2 separate regions of the Sus scrofa genome follow, and region 1 is linked to region 2. Evidence: chromatin contacts called from public HiChIP or PLAC-seq data. All regions are on one chromosome and are shown on one strand. The core of a region is the stretch at or near the end of the contact, and the rest is flanking DNA. Distances in the headings are between cores, read along the strand shown. Region 1 holds the start of ZDHHC5 (palmitoyltransferase ZDHHC5). Region 2 holds the start of SELENOH (selenoprotein H).

Region 1 (2,700 bases), core at 102-2,601, 47 kb after region 2:
CTCACAAGAGATTCCTATAGGTAAAATAATGTCAAACACATTCGAGTTCCACTTGTAAAAAGTACAGAGTACTAAAAGCATGGAGCTCCCGCTGGTGGGGGTAGGGGAGGAAGCGGACGGATGCAAGAGAACAGGTAACAGGATGAGGCTTGAGCCAAAATAAGTATCAGCAGAGTGGGGTGAAGGACCTAAAAAGCAGGGAGGGAATGGCACCCAATCCCTACCCCGGAGCGGGGGTATCGAGAATCACGGTAAGGGGCAGGGATGGCCGAGACAGGGAAGACCGCATCCGCGGCGGCAGGGCCCATTGGAGCCGCGGGAGACTACAGAGCCCCGGGTCGCAGAGCCGGGGGCGGGAGGGGCGGCGGCTGGGCGCCAGGCGCGTAGGGACCGGGGTCCCCAGCTGGGACCCGGCGACCCGGCACTAACCGGTTCTGAGCCCCGGCAGCCGTGGATCCCCGGCCTCTACTCGTCGTCCGTTTCCGGGGCCCACGGGTCCCGCCGCAGTTGGATGACCCGGCCCGGAGGAGGAATGGGGCCTCAAACCACCTCCCCCTCTTGGGTCCCCCTTCCCTAGAGGTCACTCTCCCCTCCCACCTTCCTGGCCCGACACTTCCGGTTCCGTAGGGGCCGGTGTCCCCGGTACTCACCCCCGGCGCTGTTCCCGTCACCGCTACCGTCGTAGTCGCCGCCGCCTCCCGGTAGTGCCGTCCGGCCTCTGAGAGGCAGCGCGCGGCCGCCGCACGCTCCACGCCCGCCCTGCTCAGCGCGCCCCCGCTCAGCGACGCTCGCCTTCGAGTCAGCGCGCGGCCGTTGCCCTCAGAGCCGGGTCTCGAGCCCTCCCAGCGTTCCCATTGGCTCCCTGTCCCGGGCGCGCGCGACGTCTCGCGCAGGGCACGTTCCTCTCATTCATGCGGCTCGCGCCGCCGCGCCCGCCCCCGCTCACTCTCCCATTCACCCATAGCCCCCACCCCGACGCAGCTCTAGGGCGTGCGCGCGCACGCCGGCGACCGCGGCGACCTCGCGGTCTGATTGGCTGCAAGAGCACAGCGCCGTACCACGCGAGAAAACGAGAACGCGCGCGCAAGGGCCTTCGACCAGCAGAGATGGGTGGGCGTACTGCGCAGTAGTCGGAAAAGGGGAAATGGCGGGGCCACTCTTCCCTTTTTCTGCTTCCTGCTTTGTGCCCCTCCCGTATCGAAGCAGGAAAACTCAGACGTGAAAAATAATTAAATGTGCGTACCGAGAGTACTCAAAAGCAAGTAGTTACCCTTCCAAATTCGCCAAACCCCCTCCAGTAAGTGTGGTACGCTCCAGACAGGCTTCTGGAGTAACCAATCACCCACAGGCCCCGGCGTCTTCCGGCTTCAGCTTCTTCAGTCATTGGCCAACAGTTTGCCCACTAATTGGCCCTCTCCCTTTTTTCTTTTTTCTCTTTCTTTTTTTTTTTTTGATGGCGAAAACTTTATTTAAAACAATTTTGATGGAGCATTCATTAGACCGGCGAGTTCCCTAGTACCAGCAGAATCTCAGGATAATGGAAAGGTCTGGCTTATGGCTTCCGCACGGAGGGGCCTCCCGGAGTGAAGAGTCTGTGGGGAGCGAAGCTCCTGCCGAAGGCCTAGGAGGAAGAGGAAGGAGAGCGAGCGCGAGCTTTGGAACCATAGTGCCAACCGTGGAAGAGGAACACAGGACGCGCGCTGAGGCAGTCGCAACCCCCCGGAGTGGGAGCTGACTCTTGGCTTCGCCTGATTCCCTTAGCGTTTCACTGCAGCCCCTGAGCTGGGTGCCGACATGTAACCTCGCCCAATCCGGGAAATACAGGCAGGAAGGAAAAGATTCTCTAGAAGCTCCTGTCTCTGGAGCTGCTGGCCAACGCTACATAGATCACAGCGCCACATCTTGTCCTAATTAGCCCTACAACGTTGTGAACCCAAGAGCAAGGCCTGGTGTTCTCATTTAGCTCAAGGCCATTTCTTTTTTGAAAGCTGCCCTGGCTATTACGTAATAGTCTTTCAAAAGTGTTCCACCAGCCACTTCACTGAAGCCAAGATTCCTCACCTGTAAAGTGTGATTCTAAATCCTGCGGTCTGTCCTGGTCTTTGGTGTCAAATGTTGCTAGTTTAAAATATGCTCTGAGCACTAGGCGGCATGGGAAAGATCTGCCTTCTTTTCTGAGGTCTAATCTAGTTCTTTCTCTGACATGGCTTATGTAACAGGTTCTATTACATGCTTGCTAAGTGCCTCAATCTACCATTTGTTGCTGCATGCTTCAGAGTTTTGTTTTGTTGTTGTTTGTTTGTTTTAATGGCGGCACCCGCAGCATATGGTAGTTCCGGGGCCAGGGATGGAATAGGAGCCGCAGCTGCGACCTTCTCTACATATCCATAACCCACTGCACCAGGCTGGGGATGAAACTTGCTCTGCCACAGAGACAAGTCGAGTCCTTGGTGGGAACTCCTGCATAGCTCTTTTAATGACAGTGTGTATTTAAAAAATGAAATCTTGGAGTTCCTGTCATGGCTAAGTAGTTAACGAATCTGACTAGTATCCATGAGGTTGCAGGTTGGATCCCTGGCCTCGCTCAGTGGGTGGGGTATCCGGCATTGCTGTGAGCTGTGGTGTAGGTTGCAGGCTCCACTGGAATTCTGCGTGGGCTGTGGCTGTGGGGCAGGCCGGCAGGCAGCTACAGCTCCGATT
Region 2 (2,700 bases), core at 30-2,529:
CACCCACATCTCACTCAACATATCAAGTGGCTGACCACATGCACTGTATGAAGCATTAGGGTGAAAGGCAGGGTCAAGTCCTGGGACCAGGAGTGAGAGTGCTACAGTGTAGGGTTATCACGTGGGGCCGTAACAGAACATACCAGTAACAAAAAAACACAAGAGGGCAGGAGTTACACAAAATTTGGCCATGAAAGAGGGGGGAAAAAATCACAACTCACACAATAAATGGGGGAAAACAGTGGAATTTACAAGAAAATGAGAGTTTTGTTGGTTTTTTTTGGATGTTAACATTTATTTTTTCATTCATCCATTCATTCATTCATTCAAGAAAATGGGTTTTTCAACCCATATAAAACTAATCTGTACACCAAGGGTAACAACTGCATCCTCTGAGGACACAACTTGCATTTCTGTAAAGAATCATCTACATTACCATGGGTATTCCACGACGTAGGTCAAAAACAATGAAATGAAACACAGAGTTAAGCTAAGGGCACACTAGGTAATTATAATTTTTTTCAGTTTTTCCCAACAGTAAAAGGAGACGCGGTATTCCCACTAGAGAAAATCCTCTAGCAGGTCCCGTGTGAAATAAGAAGCAACAGACAGAGCTACTTCGCCACACTAACATCAATCCACTCTCCCCCAACTCCCACTTCAAACCTCGGCGTGAGGACCTCTGCCCAAACCACCCTACGAGAGGTACTTCTTCAGCTCCTCCACCACCTCTTGAGGCTCAGGGAACTTAAGTTTGCGCGGGGGCCCCTTCTTAATTCCAGTCCAGAGCTCCGCACCTGGGAAAGAACCACGTAAAGCAGAATTACTACAGCCTCCCCCCGGAATCACCAGGTGGCGACGGTTTGAGACCAGCGCTTCCCCGCCTTCCACCCACGGCCCGCACCCAGACCCGGGCCCTCACTCACTGCTACCGTCGGGGCGCATCAGCGTCACCTCGAAGCTGCCCCTCCGGGGCTTGGTAGGATTCACCCTCACTGGAAGCTCCGGGGCCTCCACGCGCAGCGCCTGGCTCAGGGCCGCAGCGTTGCGCCCATAGACGCGTCAGCTCGTGCTAGTAAGAGATGAGGAAGGTCAGAGACTGGGGCCCTCGGTCTAGGGGGTCCTCGCCCGCCTCCATTACGCCCTAGGCCCCTCACCAATGCTCAATAACGACGCTGGCCTCCTCCATTCCCTTCCGGCCGCTAGCCGGCGTCTCCTGCTTCTCGGCCGCCGCGCCCAGCGCCGTCTCGGCCTTCCGCTTCCTCCCGCGGGATGCCATGGCGCCTGGAGCCGGGCTGGGAATCGAGCCGACCGGGGGAGGTACTAGGGTGGAGTCGCGGCCACCGGCAAGAGAGGCCAGCCAAACTCCGAGATCCAAACCGCAGGCCAGAAACTCGGCCTCCAGAACAAAACCTCCCTTAAGCGGCAGCAGCGTGGCGGGGGCGCGCACGTGGCCTGGAGGCGGGGCCTCTTGGGCAGAGCTACTCTGCGCGCAGTCGCGGGGGAGTCACGGGGCGCACCAGACCGAACCACCGGTGATGGGGGGACGGGCGGAGGGGCGGAGGGGCCAGGTAGCTCTGAAAGCAAGCCTGGCTCTTCCGCTTTTCCGAACTGTGCGACCAGCTGAATTGTGTGCACCTTGACCCCGTCCCTTCCCAAAATCTCCTTCCTGGGACTCGCGAGCCAAACCCAAACGAAGTCCGCAGTCTAACCCTGGGGTTGTGAAAACTAAACCTCCACTCCACAATCCTGGGGACCAATGCATGAAACTAACCAGGATGGCCTTTGAAATTAAGGAGATGGATAATTCCTCCGCAGTAGCTTGGCATCTCTAACACATGAATCACACACAAAGGCACAGTCAAAAGTAAATCCCAGTCTCTTTATTATGGAAAAACATCAACTGGCAGTGGGGAGGAGGTAGGAAGGTAAGTGAACTCCAACCATGGTAGGGGCTTTCTCCTCCAGGCCCCACCGGATGTCTCAAACTTCTATTCCTCTTCTTCGCAATCTCCATAAAATAGGGAGATTATTCCATACGAAAACTCTGAGGTTAAAGGTTTCTCCTTGGGACCAGTGACAGGCTTATACTTTTTAATGCAGGCCACAAACCAAGCCAGAAGGGCCTAAAGTAAGAATCCTTGAGGGAAAAAAATCTTAGCACTACTGCTGCATCTTGGCCTGTTGTTAGGCTTTAATCTAATCTAATCTACAGCTGTGTAGGTCCGCTAAAAGGAATAATGAAACCGGACGTGGTGGAGATGTGTGAGCGCCCAAGCTTGGTGGGAAAGCATTTCCTCCGCCACCACATAAGATGGTTCCCTCTCTCCAGTTAAAGAGCAGGCCACTGGAGTGGAGGCCTTCCTGAAGGATACCTGTCATACCTGGATGCCTCTTAAAAATCAGAAGCAATACCCTGCCCCACCTAGACGTAGCCAAACAGGAAAAACATAAATTAAAGTCCAAGGCCTCAGGCCAGGCTTGTGGTTACAGAAAGGGCAGAGCCTCAGAGGTGCCTGGGATTGACAGGAGAGGAAGCACTGAGAGCAGGGATCTTATTTGTCTTTCTTGCTCTCCTGATCTGGCGCTGCAGTGGGCGTTTGGGCTATAGGCTCCTCCTCGGGAATATTATCACCAGCCTTTGACACCTTCTTGGCCCGATGATACAGCTCATTCAAGTTGAATTCTCGAATCACATTC

What was found. HiChIP or PLAC-seq counts read pairs in DNA pulled down with a chosen protein or histone mark.
Region 1: an H3K27ac HiChIP or PLAC-seq map of skeletal muscle shows a contact between it and region 2. The contact joins the promoter of ZDHHC5 here to the promoter of SELENOH in region 2. A contact is called at or near these places in 14 of 47 Hi-C or Micro-C datasets (alveolar macrophages, blood, embryonic fibroblasts and 6 more) and 2 of 2 datasets of contacts at active chromatin or transcription factors (alveolar macrophages and skeletal muscle).

The regions. Positions count from the first base shown.
Region 1 is chr2:13,275,166-13,277,865 of Sscrofa11.1, forward strand. It overlaps ZDHHC5 (palmitoyltransferase ZDHHC5), which reads right to left and starts at 1,352. Exons shown (of 12, transcript XM_021083028.1): 1 at 1,244-1,352.
Region 2 is chr2:13,228,600-13,231,299 of Sscrofa11.1, forward strand. SELENOH (selenoprotein H) reads right to left here and starts at 1,280. Exons shown (of 3, transcript NM_001184948.1): 1 at 1,158-1,280; 2 at 927-1,072; 3 at 697-797. The coding sequence starts at 1,279. The coding sequence ends at 697. It overlaps TMX2 (thioredoxin-related transmembrane protein 2), which reads right to left. Exons shown (of 8, transcript XM_005660896.3): 8 at 1,864-2,700. The coding sequence ends at 2,556.